2 separate regions of the Oryctolagus cuniculus genome follow, and region 1 is linked to region 2. The links are chromatin contacts, called in public Micro-C maps. All regions are on one chromosome and are shown on one strand. Each heading gives the region's core, a stretch centred on a gene start, on an enhancer-like site or on the middle of the called end of the contact. The rest is flanking DNA. Distances are from core to core; before and after follow the strand shown. Region 1 holds the start of NUMB (NUMB endocytic adaptor protein). Region 2 overlaps PSEN1 (presenilin 1).

What was found. Hi-C and Micro-C count contacts between places; a contact is called where the count stands out from the background.
Region 1: a Micro-C map of ear pinna shows a contact between it and region 2, with 2.0 times the contacts expected there. The contact joins the promoter of NUMB here to the enhancer-like site in region 2. A contact is called at or near these places in 2 of 6 Hi-C or Micro-C datasets (ear pinna and an unstated tissue).

Annotation. Positions count from the first base shown.
Region 1 is chr20:19,593,423-19,600,298 of mOryCun1.1, forward strand. NUMB (NUMB endocytic adaptor protein) reads right to left here and starts at 3,250. Exons shown (of 10, transcript XM_070065238.1): 1 at 3,045-3,250. It also overlaps the pseudogene LOC127484638.
Region 2 is chr20:19,332,636-19,339,432 of mOryCun1.1, forward strand. It overlaps PSEN1 (presenilin 1), which reads left to right. Exons shown (of 12, transcript XM_002719669.5): 6 at 6,464-6,531. Among named protein-coding and RNA genes, the nearest start is that of PSEN1, 47 kb to the left of the region's middle. Within about 2 kb of position 4,161, at least 1 of the 8 cell types and tissues checked has an H3K27ac peak or open chromatin away from gene starts, as enhancers often do. A contact at or near this core is called in ear pinna, where this site is marked.

The DNA of each region.
Region 1 (6,876 bases), core at 2,000-4,499, 260 kb after region 2:
AAAAAGAAAGGGTGAACAAAAGGGCACAAGTGAAACAAAACTAGATCACATTTGAGAAACACCACTCAATTTCTGCTTCAAGCTCTCTCAAGTCCTCATGCCAAAGATTCTCAACATTCAAAAGAAGTTCCAGGGTCAGAAGCACAACACAATATGTGATAAGACAAACACAGGAGAATGCAACTCAAAAATTGAAAAAATTTAACGGAATGTATAACCACCTAAGAATTATCACAGAAATAAAAATAATAAGTCCAATTCCTAGGTATTAGAGGGTTGCTTTCAATACACTGAGTGGCTCGAAACAGGTTTTTAAACATTTAACTGTATAAGTCACTTTATATTGTGACATACGTTTACGAGAAAAGCTCAAAACAATACTTTTCCTTACCAAGCTCAAATGCTGGCCTACCCTGATCTAATTCATTTTATTTTCAATGCTGGTGGTAACCCACAAAATTGATTTTATAAATTACTAATAAATCATGACCCACAGCTTGAAAAATCGAGGCTTAAAAATGGATATCTTTTACAACAGGATCCTTTTTGCAATTTGCCTCTTTAACAGGATGGGCAGGCATTTCAGGGCTGCCACATTATTACTATTTTCATTAAAACAAGTTCTTAAACAGTGGTCCTCTTAACCCACCTAAGCATCACCTGAGAGGAATACAAATTCCTGGGCCTCAGCCCAGCCCTCCCGCATCAAAAACCGCAGGTGGGGGCCAGCAGTGAGTATTACCAAGCCCTTCAGGTGCTTCACAGGCAAGCAAGCAAGACCTCGGATCTGCATCCCCTGCTTAACAATACACAGTGCTTACTGTGTGCCAGTAACTATTCTAAAAGTTCTACAAATACTCATTCATGTAAAAATAAATAGATGAAACAAAACCACTGAGGTAGGAACTATTACTACCCCTTTTATACAGACAAGGAAACAGCAGAGGCTAAGCCGGCCAAGGGAAGTGGCGGAACTAGAATTCAAACACATTTTCAATTTAGCAGGGTCTGCCTATCCTCGACAAGAATATTCTCGGATTTAGTTCCCAGTTCTCCTCCCTTCCTTCAGCCACTCCTCCCCTTTCCCTCTTAAATCCCTCATCCTGTCACTGTCCTTATTTTCTAACATTACTGTCGTCACGCTAGAACAAATTTCTCTTCTAAGGCACCGGAATGCAAGTCACTTAAACTTGCTTTTAGGCTCTTTTGCTGCGGCCTTGGAGGGCACCTTAGTGTTAAGTAGAAGCTGAAGTTTGTTCTGCTTCTGAAAACCTTAGAACCTATCACTTTTCAGAAGAACCCAATACTGGCCCCTCTGCTGCTTTCTCGCGTTTACTGTCCTGGCCAGCTTCCACCAGACCACTCTCCCGGGGAACTTTCTCATCCTATCTCCTCCCTTCCTACAGGGAAACCACGTCTCCCTTCCCACCCCCGCCCACCTGGACCCATTTTGCTGGACTCCTCTCCAACCAGGGGAACTTCCACTCCCCGCTGGACCCCCGCCCCGGCCTCGAGCCTGAGCTGCGGCACCAGGACTTCTTTCCCGGTTCCCTGGGGATCCTCAGTCCCCGGAGCTGCAGGTCCACTCTCGGGTCTCCTTTCCTGGCCCAGCTATGGGGGCAGGGCGCTCCGATTCCCCTCGCCCGAGCAGTTCAAGGTCTCCACCCGTCCGACCCTCCTCAAGACCCGCCGCTCCTCCGCCGCCACTGCAGCCTTTCTCCGGGGAACCTTTCCCAGGAGGGCCCCCGACCCGCTCCCCGTCTCTCCTCAGACGCCCCGACTCGGCCCCGGGCCGCTCCCCGCCACCCCCCGCCCTCGGTCTTCCCTTCCCCTTCTCTTTCCGACCGGGGCCACTCCCAGTTTCCCTGGGCACCCCCCGCCCCCGTTCTCTCCGCAAGGGTCGCTGGCGAGTTTCCCGGGTTCTCCTTCATCCTCACCCCCAAGCTGCCCAGGGTATTCCCAAGTGACCCCACCCTCGGACCTGGTCGTTACGGGTCGCCCCCGGGTACCCTCTCCATGGGACCCCAGCCGCTCCCGTCTCCTCAGGCGCCTACCCCGCACACGCCGGCCGCCAGTCAGTGCCCCAGACCTGAGCAACTCGCCGTCCCAAGGGACCTCCTGGCCTCACCCGCTTGGGTCCGGCGCCAGCCTACCTTCCCAACGCCAACTCCACCGCCGGGAGCCGGGCCATTCTCCCACGAGCCCAGTCAGCGCGAACTCGCAGCCACCGCCGCCTCCGCCTCCGCCCTGGCCCCGGCCCCGACCCGGCCCGCAGTCCAGGCCCCCTTCTTTCAGCTCCCGCCTCCAGAGCGCAGAGCCAGTTTCTGCTCCGCCACGGCCCCCAGCTCTCAGGTTCGCGTTACCGGCACTCACCTGCCGCTGGCCCCGGACAACTCCAGCGCCACTGCTTCTACCTCGGCCGCCAGTAGCCACCAAGCGCCACCACCTCCCCCATGACAACAGGCCCACCCTGTTTCATACTTCCGACCTATCCATTGGGCTGTGGGGCGGCGGCCGTGTGTTCTGATTGGCTTAGTTTACCCGCCTATCATCGCCTCTTGACCGCCCCTTTTCCTGGATCTGTTATTCGCCCCCGCCCAGACCTGAAGCGTCCTAGACCAAGCTCTAGTTGTAATTGGTTGATTGTTGAGAAGCTCGAAGTTATTATAGGCTGCTGAAAGTGTCTGTTAAGTTGACAGGCAAGGGATGTGACGGCCATGATTGTTCGAGCTTGTGCAGTTTGGTTGCGCAGTAGAAAGCCAAAAAAAAAAAAAGGGGGGGGGGGGGGGCGACGCTCACCTCTGAGGTTACGGGGGAAGGGTTAACTCTTTGTTGTAGAGTTCACTCTGTAAAACTCTGCGCCTTCTTCAACTCCCTACCTACAAGGAGCTCATCACGGCCGGCTTTCTCAGAGCTAGTACTCGCGAAACACCAACATCAAGGGCTGTGTTTAAGAAGTGATTCTAACCTCGCGGGAGAAAGATACCGTAGAGATTAACATTTCTCCCCCTTTATTTATTTTTTTTTTTGAGGTTCCAGCTCACCCAGTTTCCTCGAAGTTCCTTCCGGGAGTCTCTGAAGGGCAAAGTGCAGCCGTTTGTTTAGCAGAAATCAGTACACGTCCCCAGCAAACCCGAAGTGGCCTGGTGAGAGTTCTCCGGCTTGCAGACCCCTCCTGGCTGGCTTCTGCCAAGCGACCAGGCGAGTTCGGAACAAGCCTGGGATGCTCTGGAAGTGAGGATCCCGCTCCGTCCCACCCCGCCCACCTCCACCCCCACTTGGTTTTGATGTTCGGCAGTTCTTAAATAGCCCTACTAGCTAGCTGTGTCAGATACCTTAAAAGCTTCTTTTTTCTTTTCTCTAAACCTCCCCTCTTCCTAGCAGTCTAAATTAGTACAATTGAATGAATTGCAGTTTTTTTTTCCTAACTTGGCAAAATGCACAAGAATAAATGATTTCATTTTTATTCATTTGGGTACAAATCACAGTAGGCATTTTGAAGAAATCTGGTGTTGCTATAAAAACTCTTATGCTTCTAGAAATATATTCATCATTAGCTTTTTTGCTTTTCTTTTTCATTTCCACCCACTTTTTCTGTTTTCAAATAACAAAATGCTGGCCTGATTACAATTTCTAAATCAGATTTAAATGTACCTTCCTCACAACTCTGCTAATAATACATTAACCCATGGGCCATGAAACCTACACCCAGGAATGGGTTGGGACACAGTCAAGGAAGCATTCTCCTCAGAAGTATTTCCTGGAGCTGCTGCTGTGGCTTAGCCAGTGCCTGCAGCGCCAGCATCCCGTGTGGACGCCGGTTCAAGTCCCAGCTGCTCTCTGCTATGGCCTGGGAAAGCAGTAAAAGATGGCCCAAGTCCTTGGGCCCCTGCGCTCGCGTGGGAGACCAGGAAGAAGCTCCTGGCTCCTGGCTTTGGATCAGCTCAGCTCCAGCTGTTACGGGCATCTGGGGAGCGAACCAGAAGATGGAAGACCTCTGTCTCTCTCTCTCTCTGCCTCTGCCTCTCTGTAACTTTGCCTTTCAAATAAGTAAATAAATCTTTAAAAAAAAATTACTTCCTGTCGATCAAGAATCTGGACTTTGGAAATGTGCCTTGCCTCGTCCTTCTTCCTGCTGATTCTTCTATTTACCAACCTCCTGTCCTTTCCTGAGCAAGCTACAAGGATTCTGAAACAGTGTGGTTCATTATCCAAAAAACGAAAATTGTGTGTTTTCTAGCTTATATTTTTAAGTCAAGTGTAAATAAACTCTGCACTTCTACCACCAAACTAAGCAGAAATTATTCCTCCAGTAACTAAACATAACAATAAGGTGTTTCTTCCTAGTGATTTTCTAGAACTTTCTTCCCCCTTCTCTCATCCTCACCTTCCAATTTAGAAATAACCTCCCATTCAATTCAGTGACTCACAAAAAAGCCTGTAAAAGGAAAGTGGAAAAGCCGAAATAACTTGAGATGTCTGACTCATTCCACTGAAGGAAAAATCAGACATTGACCATGATAAGATGGAAACCAAGACCAGACATATAAGGCAAACCTGAGCTAACACTCCCCAGCAAATGAAGTAACATGCAAATGTGAAGACGACCACCAGAGAGAATGAGATGGCACCACGGCCTTTAACTACACGACCAGCGCTTTCTTCTCTCTAGGCTTGGCAGTGTGCTGTACTCCCGATTTTAGGGCAAAGCTAGAAGGCAATTAATGCCCTGGCAGATAGAAAACAATAACATCATAGGAGGGCACGGCCATTATTATGGTACTTTGGGTAATAATGGCTCTTGCACAGCCACAGTGACTAGGTGCCATAGAGAACATAGAATTAGGCCAGCCTCACTAAGACGACTTGCCATCTAAGTTTAGGAATTCAACAAAATTACTACCCCGAAATCAGGTAGAAAATTGCCACAAAGTTCAGCTAGTCATTCTATTTTGTACACCTAAAAAAAAAGAAAAAAGAAAAAGACATTCCCAAAGGCTTTTGCTCATACATTCATATACACTTCTATCACTCTCATTCTTTGGGAAAATTGGTTAAGAAAAAAAATATAAAACAAATATGTACAATGCAGTAAGGGGGAGGGGGATCCTTAAAGAAAGGTTTTAGGGAACATGTTTTGAACCCAAAGAAGGCTATTGCGTTACCAAAGAGTGCCGTGCTGGGGATCTTGTTGCTTGTGCCCTACACTTTTCTTTTATGCACACGAGGTAACTCTATCGGGTAATTACTCCACGCAGCTTCTCTTTCCTTCCCTGGGTTCTGTGCTTCTCCACTCTCCCGGCCGCTTTTAGAAAGCAAGATCTGGAGTCTGGGAGTCTGCAGCTTTGTGTGGTGTGGATGGCTGTGGAGGTGGAGCAGATGGTATCTGTTCCGAGCCAGTTGAGCAAGACCAGGATGGCAGGTACCGTAAGAGCCAAAAAAGAAAAAAGAGCCTTTTAAAAATACACTTGACTGCAAAACAGAGGATTCCATGCAGTGTCCCAGTATCTGAGGACTGAGGTGGTATGCCTTGAGCGTCATGGGTCTGTGACGCTACTTTTTCTCCTGCTCTCTGTTCATAATTTCATTTTTCAACGAAGCAGAATCCCAGTCTCCTTTCTTTTCTGGTTTAGTCCACAAGGACAATCTCCCTAGGGAAATGCTCTTTTTTTCCCCCTCCCTTAATTCTACACACAACTCTAGTTCCAATTGGATTAGAGAAACAACAACTCGTGGAAAAGAAAATCACTCAGCTGGAGCACAAGGGCCAGAGATGCCCGCCACCAGCCATTGGAGACAAGCCAAGATACTTGATAAGAGCTGGTTTCCTGAGTTTGGGATCCCTCAGAGTGGAAGGCTGATAAGGATGAAGGGATTAGAGAGAAGGAAAGGAATAGAGGGGGAGGGGAAGAAAAAAGAAAGGGCCAGAAAAGGAGAGGGAGAAGGGGGAAGAGAGGGGAAGTGAAAGAAGAGAGAGGGCTGGGCGAGAGAGAGCAAAGAAAAGGGTATGGAAAGCCAGAAAGAGTCCAGAAGCCTCATCGTGGTAGTGCTGAGCCAGCCAAGCCCTGCCCCGCCCCTCCCTGGCTGTGGACTTTATACCTGGTTGCATAATTGCACCAGCAAGTGCTGTCTCTGCCACTGGTTAAAAGGCTAAGTGTGCCAGGGCTCAAGCCTGTGGGGCCGCTGTTCTGCCACCTAGAAATCCTTCCCGAGCTCAAAGCCTGCTGCTCTGGCAGCAACACAAAGCTGACGAGGAAGGAGATCCGCGCAGTCAGCCAAAGAGCGCATCTTCATTTGATTTCATAAAGGTGACCACTGACAAAAAGCTCTGGCTGAATGAAAGGGAGACTATCTGGGAAAAGACGTTTTTACCATCCCAGGCTGGGGAGCTTCCAGTATAGGGAAGTGCCAAGCTGCTTTCCATGTTAGAACGAGATACTGTGGTTTCAAAGTTCAAGGCTCTGATCAGGGATGGAAAGCAGGGGGGAGGGGATCCATGGGAGGGGTTATTCTCGAAGATGGAGTCATTTGCTTTATAATTCCAGGGCTCATGTGAATTTTAAATACCACACTATATTTATTTCAAGTGTATGCCTCCCTTCACCCACCTTGCAGATTACAAGGGGTCATCAAAAAGTTAATGGAAAATACATATTATAAAAAAGCTATGAGGGCTGGCACAGTGGTGTAGTGGGTAAAGCCGCCACCTGAAGTGCTGGCATCCCATATGGACGCCCATTCAAATCCCGGCTGTTCCACTTCGATCCAGCTCTCTGTTATGGCCTGGGAAAGCAGTGGAAGATGGCCCAAGTCCTTAGGCCCCTGCACCCACATGGGAGACCCAGAAGAAGCTTCTGGCTCCTGGCTTCGGATCCC
Region 2 (6,797 bases), core at 2,911-5,410:
TGTCCACCACTAAAATGCCTCTGCCACTTTGAATTCTGGGCTGATTCTGTGGCCAGAATGCGGTGATCAAACGCTCAGTCTTTTTACATGGCATAGGAAGATGGCAGAAATTTCCTAAAGTGCAATAGATTGTCAAGTGTATTGTGCCTTGTTCTAAAACTTGTATTAAGTAGGTGCACTTGACAGTATTGAGGTCATTTGTTATGGTGCTATTTCAGTTAGTCTAGGTTTAGGCCCTTGTACATTTTGCCCATAACTTTTTACAAAGTACTTCTTTTATTGCACATTCAGAGAATTTTATATATATGTCTTGTGTGCGTCTCCTTAAACTTCCAATCTTATTTTGTCTCTTGGAGATTGTTGAACGCAGCTTGTCTAAGAAGGGGATGGGACTAGATTCTAAAATGTATTTGGGACCATGGGAATGATAGTTGGGAAGAAAACTATTTGCACACGACAGATTTTTAGATACTTTTTGCTGCTAGTTTTATGTAATATTTATTGAACATTTTGACAAATATTTATTTTTGTAAGCCTAAAAGTGATTCTTTGAAAGTTTAAAGAAACTTGACCAAAAGACAGTACAAAAACACTGGCACTTGAATGTTGAATGTCACCTTATGCGTGAAATTATATATTTCGGGGTAGTGTGAGCTTTTAATGTTAAGTCATATTAAACTTTTTTTTTTTTTTTTTTTTTTTGGACAGGCAGAGTGGACAGTGAGAGAGAGAGACAGAGAGAAAGGTCTTCCTTTTTGCTGTTGGTTCACCCTCCAATGGCCGCCGTGGCCGGCACACCGCACTGATCTGATGGCAGGAGCCAGGTACCTATCCTGGTCTCCCATGGGGTGCAGGGCCCAAGCACTTGGGCCATCCTCCACTGCACTCCCTGGCTACAGCAGAGAGCTGGCCTGGAAGAGGGGCAACCGGGACAGAATCCGGCGCCCCGACCGGGACTAGAACCCGGTGTGCCGGCGCCACAAGGCGGAGGATTAGCCCAGTGAGCCGCGGTGCTGGCCAAGTCATATTAAACTCTTAAGTCAAATTAAGCAGACCCGGCATTGGCAGTGTAGCCATAACTTTCTGATGTTAGTAAAAACAAAATTGGCTACTTGAAATTAAATCATGCCAAGGTTTTGATACACTTGTCTTAAGATATTAATGAAACACTTCAAAACACTGAAACAAAGTGTCCAGATTCTCAGATGTTTGTTGTGTGAGTTTTGTTTAATTGTGTGTATTTTTTTTTCAGTGAATGTCTCCACATTGCAGTCCTCAAACATGTGGTTATCTTTGTTGTATTGGCATAATCAGTGACTTGTACATTCAGTGATAGCATTTGAGCAAGTTTTATCAGCAAGCAATATTTTCAGTTAATAAATAAGGTTTCAAAAATCATGTAAGAATGGGTTTAAACTTACTGAATGTAAAGATTGAACCTCAAGTCACTGTAGCTTTAGTAATTGCTTATTGTATTAGTTTAGATGCTAGCACTGCATGTGCTGTGCATATTCTGATTTTATTAAAATAAAAAGTTGAACTGCAAAAAAAAAAAAAAAGAAAAGAAAAGAAAAGAAAAGAAAGAAAGTGGAGCAGGGTCCAGCACTGTGACTCAGCAGGTTAATGCCCTGGCCTGAAGTGCCGGTATCCCATATAGGTGCTGGTTCAAGACCCAGCTGCTCCACTTCCGATCCAGCTCTCTGCTGTGGCCTGGGAAAGCACTAGATGATGGCCCAAGTCCTTGGGCCCTGCACCCGCATGGGAGAGCTGGAAGTAGCTCCTGGCTCCTGGCTTCAGATCGGCACAGCTCCAGCCGTTATGGCCAATTATAGAGCGAGCCATCGGATGGAAGACCTCTCTCTCTCTCTCTCTCTCTCTCTGCCTGCCTCTCCTCTCTGTGTAACTCTTTCAAATAAATTAATAAATCTTAAAAAAAAAAAAAAAGTGGTGCAGCTGAGACTCAAACTGGCGCCCATGTGGGATGTCAGCATCACAGGTGGCAGCTGTACCCATAAGCTATAATGCTAATCCTTCATCGAGTCTTTCTTATGGAAATTGAAATGTGTCCAGCTATGTGTGTGCTAAACAATTCTGAATTGTATCCTAGGCATTTTGAATATTATGAACTTTGCTGGTGTTTAAATCTTATGGAGAAGGGCCAGCACTGTGGTGTGGCGAGTAAAGATAATGCCTGCAAGATTGGCATCCTGTGTGGCACCAGTTTTAGTCTCAGAAGTTCCATTTCTGATCTGGCTCCCTGGTAATGTGCCTGGGAAAGCAGTGGGGGAATGGCCCAAGTTCTTGGACCTCTGCACCCACCTTGAGACCCAAATGAAGCGCCTGGCTTCAGACTGGCCAGCTCTGGCTGTTAAGTCCTTTTGGGATTGAACCAGATCCAAGATCTCTTTCCCTCTCTCTCCTCCCCCTCTCTAACTTTGCCTTTCAAATAAATATTTTTTTAAAAATCCTGTGAAGAATATTGATAGGTTTTATTGGCCAGTCTTTCTGTTTGGGTTAGGCCACAGGTAGCAACCGGCCTTCTGTGGGCTGTGGTTACGGTGTCAGTTTAGTCTTCAAAACCTTTGTGATGCTGCTCAGGTATGTCCTGTGTGTCACCCAGTCACCAGGCTGAGACTCAAGTGTTGGCCTGGAATTGAGTTGTCGAAGTCCATGCGTGCCGTTGAGGGTCACGCGCACGTGCTCACTGAAGGGATGGGCCCGTGGGTTTACAAACAGCCCGTGCTTCTTTGGACTTCTCCCTGTCCAAGCTCTCCTCGTTGTTTTCTGGTTTCTCTGGGCTTTTCTTTTCCCTTCCTCCAGCCAGAAAGCTGGGCTTTATTTTCCTAGTGTCAGGGCCAAGATGTGGAAGGAAAGAGAAACAAAGCAAGGACTGTTCACCCCTCTCTGGGAACTGTAGCTCTGCCAGTCAGAAAGAAAGGTTCCCCTCCTAATGAATTTTAGGTTCCTGCTGCCCGCATTGCCGTCATCACAGGATTTTAGGGGTTTGGACATGAAAGAATGAAAGAAATGCCAGAAAAATTAAAGTGATTTTCATTTGCTCTCTGATTGCTAGGAGACCCCTTTGCTGCTCCTCTAGCCATAGCTGGGGACTCTGGAGCTCCCGTTGTCATGCTAGTGTGTGACCTCTAGGTGGAGAGGGGGCTCTTTTAGTCCTCAGTAGTTGTGGCGTGCTTTCTGTCCACATTTGGTAGAAGCTGCATTCAGGAGAGATAGGATGGAATGTGCTTATTCCACCTATCTAACAAGGGTCGTTTGGATATTTATAGCGTTATTTGGGAGCCATACAAAATTATCAGCTTAAAAATTAACCTGTTAGGGGCAGCATTGTGGTGCAAGAGGTTCAGATTCCACCTGCAACTCCAGCACTTCACTTCTGATCCAGCTTTCCACTAAGGCACCTGGGAAAGTCATGGAGGATAGCCTGAGTTCATGAGAGACCCAGGTGGAATTCCAGGTTCCTGGCTTGGTCTTGGCCCAGTCTGGCCTGTTAGGGCCATTTGGGGAGTGAACCTACAGGCAGTTCTTCTTTTTCTTTCTCTTTCAAATAAATAAATACATCTTTAAAAAAAAATAGCCTTAGGCTTGCATTGTGGCCTAAGGGGTTAAGTCACTGCTTGCATTGCCAGCATTGCCAGTACCCCATATGGACGCCAGTTTGAGTCCCTGCTGTTCCACTTCCGATCCAGCTCCCTTCTAATGCGCCAGAGGATGGATCAGGTGCTTGAGCCCCAGCACCCACATGGGAGACCCAGCTGAATTCTTGCCTCCTGGCTTCAGCCTGGCGCAGCCCCAGCTGTTGTGTCCATTTGGGGAGTGAAGAACCAGATGGAAGATCTGTCTCCCTCTTGCTCTCTGTAACTCTGCCTTTCAAATAAGTAAAAAATCTTTTAAAAAAATATACTGCGGCCGGCGCCTCGGCTCAATAGGCTAATCTTCTGCCTGCGGTGCCGGCACACCGGGTTCTAGTCCCGATCGGGGCACTGGATTCTGTCCCAGTTGCCCCTCTTCCAGTCCAGCTCTCTGCTGTGGCCCGGGAGTGCAGTGGAGGATGGCCCAGGTCCTTGGGCCCTGCACTCGCATGGGAGATCGAAAGAGGCACCTGGCTCCTGGCTTCGGATCAGCGCGGTGCATCAGCCTCAGTGCACTGGTCGCAGCGGCCACTGGGGGATGAACCAATGGCAAAGGAAGACCTTTCTCTCTCTCTCTGTCTCACTGTCCACTCTGCCTGTCAAAAAATATATATATACTGCTATACATTTATTGAATTTCAGTTCCACCTGGAGTTGCATTGACATGGCCAGGCCACGTGATTTCCAGTGCCTTATGTGGCACATAGACCAGGCGGTCCCCACCCCAGTTTAGAACCTATATTAATGTATTTTGCATTCATCCAGATTTCCACACTTATTTGTTATTTCTGTATTGTTTTGTGTTTGTTAATGTTCAAGTCTTAACTAGACAGTTCTAGGCTACAAGTTGTTTACTTTGACTCCTAATATAAAGTACAGAAGAACTGTAGAGTCAGAAATTCAGAAACCTGCCAGAACCTGTCTGGAAATAAACCTTGAGGATTTCTCCTATCAATAGTTGGTTGTGCAATGTCTATGAGAAGCCCAAGAAGCTAGAAAACAAACAGCTTAAAAAGACAGGAACAAAAAGAGCAGTTAATTAGTACATATCTAGTACACATTTCTTGTTACAGGTGGAACTGAAACTTAGTGAAGTCACATGGGCCTGGCTTGCGTAGTTCAGGTTGTGGGGACGCAGTAACTGTCGTATACTGCAGCAACAGTCTTTTCTTTCAGAGCCCTTGGCACAGGAAAGCTGAACTTTCATTTTTGCAATATGAGAAAAACTCATTTTACTGCTTAATGTTCTGGAAAGAGGAGACTTTACCTGGCTCCTGGCTTTGGATCAGCCCAGCTCCGGCTGTTGCGGCCCATTGGGGAGTGAACCAGCAGAGAGAAGACCTTTCTCTCTGTCTCCCTTTCAACTGTCTGTAACTCTACCTCTCAAATAAATAAATAAAATCTTGGGGGAAAAAAAGAGGGGGCTTTAAATTCATTTAATAATTCAGAAAATCTTAACAGAAGTGATTAACCTAAATAGGAAAATTGTTTACAAACATTATTACAGGCAAAGGCTAATGTTTAAGAACACTCACAAACATGCTACTAAGAACTCATAAAAACCTGAGTGAATTACAAAGGAAACATAGAGGGCAGGTAAGTAGATAGATGGATGTGTGTGTGTATGTGTGTGTGTGTATGTATAAGTAGACTTCCAAAAGTTCATGGAAAATGAAATTAAAACATTAGTTTATTTTGGTGCAAAAAAAAAAATTGGAAATCCATGCACTGCTTTTTTTTTTTTTTATTTGACAGAGTTAGACAGTGAGAGAGACAGAGAGAAAGGTCTTCCTTCCATTGGTTCACCCCCAAATGGCCGCTGTGGCCGGCACTGTGCTGATCCGAAGCCAGGAGCCAGGTGCTTCCTCGTGATCTCCCACGTGGGTACAGGTGCCCAAGCACTTAGGCCATCCTCCACTGCCTTCCTGGGCCACAGCAGAGAACTGGACTGGAAGAGGAACAACCGGGACTAGAACCCGGCACCCATTTGGAATGCCAGCGCCGCAGGCGGAGGATTAACCAAGTGAGCCACAGTGCCGGCCCCTCTTTTTTTTTTATTTTATTTTTTTATATATAATGTATATCCTCTCTCTCTAAGAGCCATTTATTTATTTTTTTAAAGATTTACTTATTTATTTGAAAGGCAGAGTTACAGACAGGCAGAGGTATTTATTTAAGAGAGAGAGTGACAGAGAGGAAGAGACAGAAATAGATCTTCAGTCTGCTGGTTCACTCACCATATGGCCAGACTGAAGTCAGGAGCCTGGAACTCCATCCAGGTTTCCTACGCGGTTAGCAGGGTCTCAAGCCCTGGCCATCTTCCACTGTCTCTCCAGGCACTTTAGCAGGGTGCTGGATCAGAAGCAGAGCAGCCAGGACTTGAGCTGGCACTCTGACATGGGATGCTGGTGTCACAGGTGGCAGCTTTCCACACTGGCCGCGATGCCAGCCCCTGAATGCTGGGTATCAGTTATTTTTATTGTTCATTTCAGAAACATTACAGAATTCCTCCATTGAAAATGATGTTTTAGAGTTTAAATATCACTTGTTGATTCTGTTGATAATATTGCTATTTTAAGAGACATTCTTTTTAAAAATTTCATCTGTTTCTCAAGATCTGTTTGTCTTGGAGAAGTTTCTGTTGTGGGAGTGTTTGAGCACTGAAGTGTTCCATGTAAGTGTGCTCTGATCCGGTTTGGGTCCTGCCATATGAAAAGCAGAGCATTAGCAAATAGGCTTTTTTGAGTAGGACATTTACCTCTTTAAAGGGTTCTTGAGTTTTGTTAATTATATTGAAATGTGTTCTTTTCTAGGTTATCCATGCCTGGCTTATTGTTTCATCTCTATTATTGCTGTTCTTTTTTTCATTCATTTATTTGGGGTAAGTGACAAAATTTCTCTTTTTCAGAGATTATCTCTATTTTGGGCTCCTCAACTGTCTTTAAAGCCATGTATCTTATTGATCTAATACTCTTATCTCATCATAGTGTCTACACGTATGTCGTAGTTGGTGCTTTATAGTGACAAGTTAATATAATCAGTAGGGACATTGTTTTGTTGGTCCTTGCTTATAATTGGTGGATGTGAAGGAAAGACTTAATTCTAATCTTTTTAAAAATTTTCTGTATTTCTGGTTGAAATCTGTAA